2 separate regions of the Sus scrofa genome follow, and region 2 is linked to region 1. A link is a contact called in public promoter capture Hi-C data. All regions are on one chromosome and are shown on one strand. The core of a region is the stretch at or near the end of the contact, and the rest is flanking DNA. Distances in the headings are between cores, read along the strand shown. Region 1 overlaps PIK3C2B (phosphatidylinositol 4-phosphate 3-kinase C2 domain-containing subunit beta). Region 2 holds the start of PIK3C2B (phosphatidylinositol 4-phosphate 3-kinase C2 domain-containing subunit beta).

Evidence for each region. Promoter capture Hi-C pulls out the DNA fragments that hold promoters and counts their contacts.
Region 2: a promoter capture Hi-C map of fetal skeletal muscle shows a contact between it and region 1, with 2.9 times the contacts expected there. The contact joins the promoter of PIK3C2B here to the enhancer-like site in region 1. A contact is called at or near these places in 5 of 5 promoter capture datasets (fetal liver, fetal skeletal muscle, liver and 1 more), 34 of 47 Hi-C or Micro-C datasets (adipose tissue, alveolar macrophages, blood and 16 more) and 2 of 2 datasets of contacts at active chromatin or transcription factors (alveolar macrophages and skeletal muscle).

What each region holds. Positions count from the first base shown.
Region 1 is chr9:65,100,022-65,105,824 of Sscrofa11.1, reverse strand. PIK3C2B (phosphatidylinositol 4-phosphate 3-kinase C2 domain-containing subunit beta) reads left to right here. Exons shown (of 33, transcript XM_003357389.5): 15 at 1,964-2,106; 16 at 3,838-4,026; 17 at 5,417-5,510; 18 at 5,633-5,727. Among named protein-coding and RNA genes, the nearest start is that of PPP1R15B, 34 kb to the right of the region's middle. Within about 2 kb of position 2,589, at least 9 of the 83 cell types and tissues checked have an H3K27ac peak or open chromatin away from gene starts, as enhancers often do. A contact at or near this core is called in fetal skeletal muscle, omental adipose tissue and skeletal muscle, where this site is marked.
Region 2 is chr9:65,152,762-65,158,564 of Sscrofa11.1, reverse strand. It overlaps PIK3C2B (phosphatidylinositol 4-phosphate 3-kinase C2 domain-containing subunit beta), which reads left to right and starts at 3,722. Exons shown (of 33, transcript XM_003357389.5): 1 at 3,722-4,136.

The DNA of each region.
Region 1 (5,803 bases), core at 1,340-3,839:
ATGTCCCATCTCCTGGAAGTAAACTGATTTCAAGAAGTCCGCGGGCAGGGTCTGAGACCCTTGCCATCCAGGGCTCAGCTCCTCAGAGTCCCTTGTATGAACCCTCATGACACTAATCTGAGCTGTCCCCTCTTGGGGCCCGTGAGGGAGCCTTCCCTACAGCCACTCAGTGTTCTCTGGGGAGAGGAGGCTGAGTTGGTCAGGTCCAAGGTATAGTTATAGTTTCTGGCTCCCCTTTCTTGTGGTCATGAGCTGATATTCCATATGGAAAATGGAATATTAATGTGGATATAGAGTGATACAGAATGAAAATTCTAAGAGGCAGGAGGAGTTCCCATTTTGGCTCAGTGCTTTAAGAACCCAACTAGTATCTATGAGGATGCGGGTTTGATCTCAGGCCTTGCTCAGTGGGTTAAGGATCTGGTGTTACATGAGCTGTGGTGTAGGTTGCAGACGTGGCTTGAATCCTACATCAATGAGGCTGTGGCGTAGATTAGCAGCCATAGCTCTGACTCAAACCCTAGGCTGGGAACTTCCATATGCTGTAGGTGCAGCCCTAAAAAAAATAAAATTATAAGAGGCAGGTATTTTTATCTGTCTTACTTACTGCTTTCTGCCCAGGGCTCAGAACAGTGCTTGGTGTATGTTAGGGTTCAGTAAATATTTCTTAAATGAAAGAACATGGAACTCCCTTTGAGGACTGAATCACTGAGCTCTGAGTGAGGTTTAGGAGGCTGAACATAGCAGCATAGAGCAAGGGGATCCAGCTTGGAAGGCTTGAGTTGGCAGGGCCCTTGCCATGCATGTGGTCCCACCTCCCATCAGGCAGTAGTGCCCTCAGCATAGAGGCCCCAGTGGCTCAGCCTAATGACACTTCTCTTCCAAGTTCTGGCCTGGGGCCAGACCTCTCATCTAGATGCCTCCTCTTCTTTTCACTTGGCCATTTTTCTCTTTTAAAAAAATTTTTTTTTTCTGTCTTTTTTTTTTTTTTTTTTTTTTTTTTTTTTAGGGCTGCACCCACGGCATATGAAGGTTCCCAGGCTAGGGGTCTAATTGGAGCTACAGCTGCCAGCCTACACCACAGCCACAGCTATGTGGGATCCGAGCCATGTCTGCTACCTACACCACGGCTCATGGGAACGCCAGATCCTTAACCCACTGAGCGAGGCCAGGGATCGAACCCACAACCTCATGGTTCCCAGTCGGATTCATTAACCACTGAGCCAGGACGGGAACTCCACAATTTTTTTTATTATAGTTGATTTACAATGTTCTTTCAATTTCTGCTGTATGGCAACATGACTGAGTCATACATATATATACATTCTTTGTTTTTGTTGATTTTTTTTTTTTTTTTTTTTTTTTTTTTTTTGGTCTTTTCAAAGCCGCACCTGCAACATGGAGGTTCCCAGGCTAGGAGTCTAATTGGAGCTGTAGCCGCTGGCCTATGCTAGAGCCACAGCAATGTGGGATCTGAGCTGTGTCTGTGACCTACACCACAGCTCATGGCAACACCGGATCTTTAACTCATTGAGCAAGGCCGGGATCGAACCTGCAACCTCATGGTTCTTAGTTGGATTCGTTAACCACTGAGCCACGAAGGGAACTCCCCCATATATACATTCTTTTTCTTACACTGTACTGCATCATGTTCCATCACAAGTGCTTAGATATAGTTCCCTGTGCTATACAACAGAATCCCATTGCTTATCGACTTGGCCATTTTTCTTTCTTTCCTTTTTCCTTTCTCATTTTTTTGCTAGAAGGTACAACTGGAAGGGACTTTAGTGATCACCAAGTCCAACAGGGTTATTTTACAGACAAAGAACCTGAGGGTTAAGGAGCCAGGGAGGAAGGCGGGAACTCTGGCAGGGGAGAGGGAAGTTGGGGCCCAGGCAAGTGGCAGCCACACCTGCCTGCCTGTTCTCCTCGCCTCTCTGATGTCTCTGATGCCATCTCCCAGATTGACTTCCCCACCTCGGCCTTCGACATCAAGTTCACCAGCCCCGCTGGAGACAAGTTCAGCCCCCGCTATGAGTTTGGCAGCCTCCGGGAGGAAGACCAACGCGTGCTTAAAAACATCATGCAAAAGGAGTCCCTGTACTGGTAAGGCCCAGGGCATCCCCCGTGTGTGGCTCAGGGCCCCACTAAGTGTCTCGGGTTCTAGCAGACCTCTCTTCCCTCCCAGCAGGTTCCCGTCTTCCTGCTTTGGGAGTCACAGTGGGATGTATGGCCACCTAGGCAGGAAGTGAAGAGAGGGCTCTGCAGCCCCCAGGCCCTTTTCATGAGCTGACTGTAGGCAAAATGGAGAGCTCAGGGTCAGGATGTTAGATCTGGGAAGGCCCACCATCCCCACAATGAGGATTCAGCCCAGACTTGACTTGCCAAGAGGACCAGAGCTTTCCCCACCCCATAGATAAGCTGTCTCTGATTTGCTGTCCGCTGGGACCACTGGATGCTGTACTTTCCACCCTGCCCCCACCTCCTGCCCCTTCTGCACTCACAGCCTTTGCCTTTCTCTGGCCCTGTCACTTTCCAAAAAGGATCAGGTGTCGAGGCAAGCTGGCAGCTGTCAGGGGTAAGCAGAATCCAAGCTGATCTTATTCGTGGGGCTGCTTCTCTCACCAGGATTGGAGAAGCTGGTGGAGCTGGTGGGGTATGGGCTTGTCCCCTGCCTGCTCTCTCTTGTATCTCTCTGGTCCCTGCATGGCCCTGGGCATGCGATGTTTGGGAGGAAATGAGGGCAGTGGGGCTCATCTCTGTCCCGTGTGTCCTGAGTATACTCAAAGCAGCCTGAATAGCTGAGTGACTGCGGATATCCCTGCCCCCACTCCTCTGCTGACCCCTTGCTTCATTAGCCCCTCAGCTCCCTTCTCCCATTAGACACCTGATCTCAGGCGAAGCCCAATTAGCTGCGGGTCCTATAAAACCTCCAGCTGGCTCCAGGAAGCCCCAGGAGGCCTCCCAGCTGCCCAGACCCTGATGTGGCGACCACTGCCCTCTGGTGGCTCTCCTTGGGAGTGGTGCCCTAAGGGCCTCCTCAGGAAGGGTAGCAAATTTGGTGCCCTTGGCCTCTGCATTCTGCCTTGGTCTGAGATGTCCCTGAGTCAGGATCAAAGATGAGATCTGGACCCTGGCTCCCAAAGTTTGTCTCACACATTGCAATCACTTAAAAATACCAATGCTGCCAAAAATAAATAAATAGGTAAATACATACATAAATAACCCACCCTCCAGGAGTTCCCACCATGATTCAGTGGTTAACAAATCCGACTAGGAACCATGAGGTTGCAGGTGTGATCCCTAGCCTCACTCAGTGGGTTAAGGATCCTGCATTGCTGTGGCTGTGGCATAGGCCGGTGGCTACAGCTCCAATTGGACCCCTAGCCTGGGAACCTTCATATGCCGCAGGTGCGGCCCTAGAAAAGACAAAAAAACCCAGCATAAATAACCCCCCCCAAATAAATAAATTTTTTAAAGTGGGTGTTCCCTAGCAGCCTAGCGGATTAAGGACCTGGTGTTGCTGCTGCTGTGGCTTGGGTCACTGCTGTGGTGCGGGTTCGACCCCCGGCCTGGGAACTTCTGCATGGCTCGGGTATGGTTAAGAAATAAAAATAAATCAATAGATAAAATACTGATGCCTAAGTTCCCCAGATGTTCTTAATTTGGGTGTAGCTTGGACAAGAGGGTGTTTGCAAAGCTCCTCAAGTGATTGTAATATGCAGCAAATTTTGGAAACTACTGGGTTGGAGTGTGTAGCATTCTCTTGGAGAATAAGTACCCTACCCTCTTGGCTGACTTCTCTCTCTCACCTCCCCTTATCCCTCTCACCTCCAGGCTCACTGATGCTGACAAAAAGCGCCTGTGGGAGAAGCGGTATTATTGTCACTCAGAGGTGAGCTCACTCCCCCTGGTGCTCGCTAGCGCCCCCAGCTGGGAGTGGGCTTGCCTGCCGGATATCTATGTTCTCCTGAAGCAGTGGACTCACATGAACCACCAGGATGCCCTGGGGCTCCTGCATGCCACGTGAGTTGTAACACCCACCTTTCCTTACCACGTGTCCTTCCCAAAGCCAGGGCCTGACCCTGCCCCTGGCTGACCTGAACCAGCCCTGGGGAGAATGGTCAAGCGGGCATGGATGTTCAGGGCTTTTCCCCCTTTCTCTTTCTCTTATGCTGTTCCCACCCCCCCATGTTATATTATGAACACTTTTCAAACATCCAACAAAACTGAAAATTAAATAGTGAACATCCATGTTTCCACCACCTAGATTCTAAGCATTAGCATTCGTTATATTGGCTTGATTGTGTAGGTACCCTCCATCATTACATCATCTTTTTTTACACATTTTGAGGTAAATTGATGCATAAGTCCTTCCTAGATACTTTAGTGTGTGTGTCGTTAAATAGAGTTCAATGTTTATTTACATTTTTTTCTTTTGAGGTCAAATTTACACATAAGCGAATGCACAAGTGGGTTTGACATGTGCATATGCCTGTGTAACCCAAACCTTATCACTTAGTTCTATTTTTACAGTCCTCTCTTTCCTCTTTCCTCTGGGGACACAGGCTCCCAGTCTCAGAGCTCCCCCCCCAGATGGTACCCAATGTTCTTTGCTTATTTTCTATCACTCTTAATAATTAAAATTTACCTGATCCATGTGTCTCGCCCTCAGGACTTTTGGGGGCAACAGTTTTGCTAACCTCTGCTAAACTAATCCTGCCAGGGTATACTGGCAATTCAGAATTGTAATTCTGTGATTCTCTGTTATTTGCTTGGCAAGCTTTTCATTAAAAGATGGTACACGATAATGCTTTGGCCTTCCCAAGGGCTCTTTTTTAGGGCCGCACCTGCGGCATATGGAGGTTCTCAGGCTAGGGGTTGAATTGGAGTTATAGCTTCCAGCCTATGCTGCAGCCATAGCAACGCAGGATCTGAGCCACATCTGTGACCTATACCACAGCTCACTGCAATGCTGGATCCTTAACCAATGAGCGAGGCCAGGGATCGAACTTGCGTCCTCATGGATGCTAGTCGGGTTCAGTAACTGCTGAGCCATCATGGGAATTCCCCCAAGGGCTCTTTGATGATAGGAATTTCTGGCACAGTGGGAGTCAAGGAAGAGATCTTTGGGGGTGGGCTTGAGGACTTTGCCCCATTTTCTTTAACTCATACAGGGAATGAGAGTGACTTCCATGGCCCATGGCTGCCTCTGACCATGGGCCAGGGCCATTCTCAAGGGTTTCAATCCAGAAAGGGTGTTTAGGACTTAGCTCTTGTGGTAGCTTTGGCAGATTCTGGGAGCCACTGCCTTTTCTCCATCGGTGCCTCGGAAGCCCAGGTGCGCAGCTGTTTGCTCACTCCTGTGCCTCAGACCCTCCGGCTGGATTGTCTGAGGGCTGGGCTTGTTCTGCAGCTTTCCAGACCAGGAAGTGCGTCGTATGGCTGTCCAGTGGATCGGTTCCCTCTCCGATGCTGAGCTGCTCGACTACCTGCCCCAGCTCGTGCAGGTGGGTTGACTGGCTTTCCCTCCAGTTCTGATGGTCTCACCCCCAAGACAGACTGCCTTCTGCAGGGATGGTGTAGATGACTGGCCATCAACAAAGCCTCTGGTCCCCTGTCTCCCTCTCAGGCCTTAAAGTACGAGTGCTACCTGGACAGCCCCTTGGTGCGCTTCCTCCTGAAACGAGCTGTCTCGGACTTGAGAGTGACTCACTACTTCTTCTGGTAAAACTACGTGCAGAAAGGAGGGAGGTAGACACGTGTCTTTCCCTCGGGAGCATTTTACTGCAAAGCTTGCAAA
Region 2 (5,803 bases), core at 2,473-4,972, 52 kb before region 1:
ATGGACTGGGAGTTGGGATTAGAGGATGCAAACTATTATAGATACAGGATGGATAAACGACAAGGTCCATCTTGCTTGAGGTCCACCCTCGCATCTTGTAGAGCCCAGGGAGCTATATTCTGTATCCTGTGATAAACTGCAATGGAGAAGAATATGGAAAAAATCATAGATGACTGAATCACTTTGCTGAATACCAGAAACTAACACAACATTGTAAATCAACTATACTTCAGTTTTTAAAAAAGAAAAAATAAACACAAGAGTTCCCATTGCGGTGCAGCAGAAACAAACCTGACTAGTATCCATGAGGATATGGGTTCGATCCCTGGCCTTGCTCAGTGGGTTAAGGATCTGGTGTTGCTGTGAGCTGTGGTGTAGGTTGCAGACGTAGCTCAGATCCTTGCTGTGGCTGTAGCGTAGGCTGGCAGCTGCAGCTCCGATTGGACCCCTAGCCTGAGAGCTTCCATATGCTGCAGGTGCGGGCCCTAAAAAGAAAAGGAAAGAAAAAAAAAATCCCTACCCTCTCAGAGATGACACGCTAGTCAATTTTAAGCAAAGGAAGCAGATGTTTTAGAAGGACCACTCTGGCCAGAGAAAAGATTAGCAAGAGCTCAGTCTCTTAGCTCCCACTTCTTCAAGATTCACAGCTTCAAGATTCTTCAGCTCCCGGCTCCTCCTTGGGCTTTTCCTCTTTTGTCAGAAACCCTCTTTCCCTTTTTTCCTTCAACCGTACTTATCCTGCAATCACTCAACCCTGATTTAACATTCTATACCTGGGCTTCCTCAGCTGCAGGATAAAATGATGAAAATATTCATAGCATAGCCACTACATAGCAGAATATCCCATCCCAGCCATATCTACGACTCTGCTGACAGTTCCATTTCCCTACCTTAGAAGCTACCACTCTCATTCCTGTCAGTGCTTCTTTTATTTTTATTATTTATTTATTTATTATTTGTCTTTTTAGGCCTGCACCTGCGTATGTGGAGGGTCCCAGGCTAGAGGTCAAATCAGAGTTGTAGCTGCCAGCCTACGCCACAGCCACAGCAATGCCAGATCCAAGCCACATCTGTGACCTACACCACAGCTCATGGCAACACCGGATGCTTAACCCACTGAGCAAGGCCAGGGATCGAACCCACATCTTCATGGATCCTAGTCCGGGTTTTTTTTTTTTTTTTTTTTTTTTTACCACTGAGCAACTCCAACATGCCCTGGTTTCTCTCATAATGAAAATTTTTCTCCCTATAGAAACGCATTAGGAATTCTCTTGTGGTGCAGCAGGTTGTCACTGCTGTGGCTTGGATCGCTGCTGTGGTGTGTGTTCAATCCCTGGCCTGGGAACTTTCCCATATTGAGCGTGCCAAAAAAAAAAAGAAGAAGTATTATAATGCCTTTAATATGACAAGATCCTCAGCCCAGAGACCCAGGCAGTCCTATTTCCTATTGTCTCTCCACTGAAGACTTTTCAGTCCAGCAGCATTGGACCACGGATGGCCCCTGTGCTACTACTCTGTTCTCTCTGGTGTCCAAGCTTAGGTCTGATGACAGGCACACGGTATGCTGCCACAAATATTTGTGTTGTGAACAAGCAACGAATGCATGTTTTTATCCCTTGTGACACTTGAGGATCAGGAATAGCATCATGTATCTGTCATATGTGCAGAGCGTGCTGCCTGCAGCCATCAAAATGGTCCATTATAGTCTTTCCTTTGATCTTCCCAACAGCCCTGAGTGCTAAGTGAAGCTGATAGGACTATGGATGCTCAGAGGGTGAGATGGACAACCCAAGGTCACAGTGCAGTGGGTAGAGAAGAAATACAAACCTCTGCCACATCTCCTTTCATGAGCTTCTCCTCTCATTATCTTACTCAAGGTTGCCTGCTATTAAGGGTCCTTTGCATTTGCCCAAATTTCATCTTATGTGAGAAAAACAAAAGATCCTGAAAGACCCTTCTGAATCATGAATTCGCCTTTTTTTTGGGGGGGGGGGCGTCTGTGTCATGCAGGAGTTCCTGGGCCAGGGATTGAACCTGAGCCACAGTAGTGACTCCAGCCACAGCAGTGACAATGCCAGATCCTTAACCACTAGGCTACCAGGGAACTCCAGAACCTACTTTTTATATGACTTTCTCCCCCTACATAGGACTCCCTCCAGTTATTCAAATTCCCTTCCCAGCATACAGTTATCCTTCCTTGAGCTCTGGAGTGTCTTTCAATTCTATTAAGTCCATGAATCTAAAACTCATCTTGGGTTTGTTTAAGCTTCATATTAATTAGAAATTTTAAAAGATTTCTTTTAAAAAGGCCTTTCTGGGAGTTCCCTTTGTGGCACAGCGGAAACAAATCCAACCAGGAACCATGAGGTTTCGGGTTCGATCCCTGGCTCGCTCAGTGGGTTAAGGATCCGGCGGTGTGGTGAGCTGTGGTGTAGTTCCACGACGAGGCTTGGATCTGGTGTTGCTGAGGCTGTGGTGTAGGCTAGAGGCTGTAGCTCTGATACAACCCCTAGCCTGGGGGTCCTTACTATGCAAACCTCCATATGCCACGGGTGCAGCCCTCAAAAGACACACACAAAAAAAGGCCTTTCTGACACCCTTTAAAAAAAAAAACCTCCACTGAAATCCAAACAGACTGGAATAGTAGGATTTCCACAAATAATTCCTTGGGACTAGAGAAGGAGCTGGTTGACAGATCTTCTTCTGGGAATACTGGCTGGAGAATCCTGGGCATCTAAGGGAGGCCAGGAATATTGAGCCCTAGATACCTAAGGGGGATTGCAGAGGAGTGAGAGTGAGAAGCAGGTGCTGATCATAGTCTGGCCAAAAAGAACAAAAAAGACAGAAAGAAAGAAAAGAAAAGAAAGAAAGAAAGGAAGAAAAGAAAGAAGGGGAGGGAGGGATAGAGAGAGAAAGAAGGAAAGAAATGGAGGAAAGAGAGAAGAGAGAAGGAAGGGAGGAAGGAAGAAAGAAAAAGGAGGACCACATGGGGGAGAACAAGATTCAAGGTTTGAGGAAAATGTATTTTGACATCAGAGATCATAGTTACTATGCAAACCAAATGCAAATGAGGAGCTGGCCAACTACTTGTTTCTTTGGGTGGAGCCCTTAGAAAAATTCTTCTAGAGACCACTGCTCAAAAAAAGGTACTTAGAGTCAAAATTGTAAATATAACATACTGTATGAAAGATTTTTGCATGCCATAGTTGGGTTGGAGGACCTGTTACCGTCCCATCCCCCTCAGGTTGTTGATTGCTATTTTCTGGGGCTCAGGTCAGACGACCCACTAGGGCGAATAGAAAAACGAACGAGGCTGAGTGTGCAGTGTGCAAAGCGCTGAGACAGCTTCCCCCTCATTGCCACCTCCATCCTTAAGGTGGGGGCTCTTTGGGGGGCGTCGCTATCTTAATGATGGGGGCAAAGTCTTCGGGCTGATAACTGGACTCAAAACTCCGTCATTTCTAGAATGACTTGGCATTCATTTGACCCAGAGCAAAAGGGTCCCAGCAGGGAAGAATAACGACCATCTGCAAAAACCCTCACGCAAGTGGGAAGTGGAAATCTTGGCTCTAGGGTTGCCGAAGCACAACTTGACGCCACCGCGTTTCTCTTCCCCCGCGCACTGGCAGGGGAGGGAGGGAGGGAGAAAGGGAGGGGAAGGGAGGGGAAGGGAGGGAGGGCGGTCAGGGTTCCAGGACCCGCCCCGCCCTCCCGCTCGCCGCGTTGTGGGCGCTGCGGGCTGGAGCCGCGGCCGGCGGCTGCCTCTCCGGGCCGGGTCTGGCCGAGCCTCGCGTCGCGGTGCAGTGCGCCGGGTCTCCGGGAGATGGCTTCTCCCCTCTCGCCCGCTGCTCCCGCTATTGTCTCACCCGGGGTGGCCTGACTCTGCGGGCTTGCGCACGCTCTCGGCCGGGAGGACTTTTACCCCTGCAAGCGGGTCCTCGCGCCCTCTCCTGCCTCACCGCCGCCCCGAGACCCCGAGGCCGGCGCCCGCCGCGTGCAGCCCGGAGAGGGGAGCGGCCCGGGAGGAGGCGGTGCGGGGCCGGCTCGCGCGGGTGTAGGTGCCGCCCGCAGCCAGCAGCCCACGTCGCCGAGCACACGAGCCGTCGGGTCTTGCAGGAAACCCGCAGTGAGCACAGGTAGGACGCGCACCCAGCCGGGAGCCTCGGCCCAGGGTCTGCAGATTGCCCGCGGAATGGAGCGAGTAGAGGTCAGGGGCTCTCCCTCCAACATGGCAACAGCCGAGGTGCAACAATGGAAGGAGCCGAGGGTTCCCGGCCGCGGGCCGATCCGCGGAAGCGGTGGGAACGGGAGCTCCAGCCCTAGCGCCGAGCAGGTTGCCGACCCCCAACGCCTCCCCGTTCCAGCGGTTTCGGGGTGTCTCGGACCCCGGGCACCCTCCTCCCACCCCTTTCCCTCGAAACACTTCCTGGCTCCCGGCTACAAGGCGCTCTGAGCCAGCCAATGGTTTTAATGTTTGTTTGTTTGTTTAAGATGAGAATTAAAAAGCAAAACCTGCCATGGAGCGAGGGTGGTGGGGGTGGTGCTTTCTCTTGCAGGAGATGAAAAGTCAGCATCTAGCCTGGGGAATATGTATATATTTTAAGCCAGAGGGATGGGAGAATTGGCTTCTCCCTTATAAGGATACTGCAGCAAAAGGCGAAAGCTTGGGAGAAGGAGAGGAGCCCTCAGGCCTGAGTTCCCCGAGGACCTTCAGGAGAGGCGCTGCTCTCCTGGTCTCTACTTGTCTCTCATTTTCAGCTCCCGGGCAGCGGTGGCTTTGATGTTGGGGAGCAATCGAAGGAGCAGGAAGCCCAAGGGAGGCTGCCAAGCCAAGCTGGGCTGGGGTAGGGTGGGAAACCCAGGGCTTGGCAGGCTCCGGGGTTGTGGGAAGAGGTTCCTAAATGTATGAGGTTAGTTAGTACACACACCCTAGCTGGCTGAGGGGTGTGTGCGTGTGTGTTTGTGTGTGTGTGTGTGTGTAAAGAATCTACCATTGCTTGTGCTTCTTCAGACCAACCTTCTTTTCTTCTGTCTCCACCCCCTCGTGGGGTCTTTGTGGTTTCCCTGCCCCAGTCCCACCAGCAAGGCCTGGGATGGAATCTCTATTGTCTCGGCTGCCCTGATGGGTTTTCTCAATTCGGTCAGGGAATTTTGTACCCTGGGCAGGCTGGTCCCAGCATGGCACCAGATTCCTTAGCACACAACTACTCAGGCTCCCAGAAGTGGGCCAACACGCCCCTCCTTCTCTCTCTAAACTACCTGATTGTCTGGGCTGTGGCCAAGCAGATGTAAGTAATTTGCACTGAATTCCAACCCTGTATCAGTCGCTGAATGAAAACTTACTCTATTGCCGCACTAGGCCTTGGAAAGATAGTAGAAGAGAAATGGTCCAGGGGGTAGCAAACCTGATCCCTAGATACTCCTGCCTCCCCAACTCCAGCTGTGGATCTCAGAGCGAAGAGGTTGGAGGCTTCGGAATAGCAGCTCCTGCGGAGCCTGGCGGTCCCATCTGGGGTTGTGTCCATGGAAAAATTAAGTCGAGGCACATTTTATAGCTCCGCCTGGCAGCCAGCGTCTGAGGAGACGGTGGCTCTGAGCCCGAGCCCTGGACTGAAGCTGTGGCTGCTTCTCCTTTGGCCTTTGGGTGAGCCCAAGGCTTGATTTCCATGGCTCGGAATTTACTGCTGAGTGTGCACGGCTGTGTGTGTCTGAGTCTGATCAAACTCTCCACGCTGGCCAGAAGCAAGCCTGTCGATTTCCTTTTCCCTTGTTACATCCATGAGGGAGCCCCAGCGGCTGTACT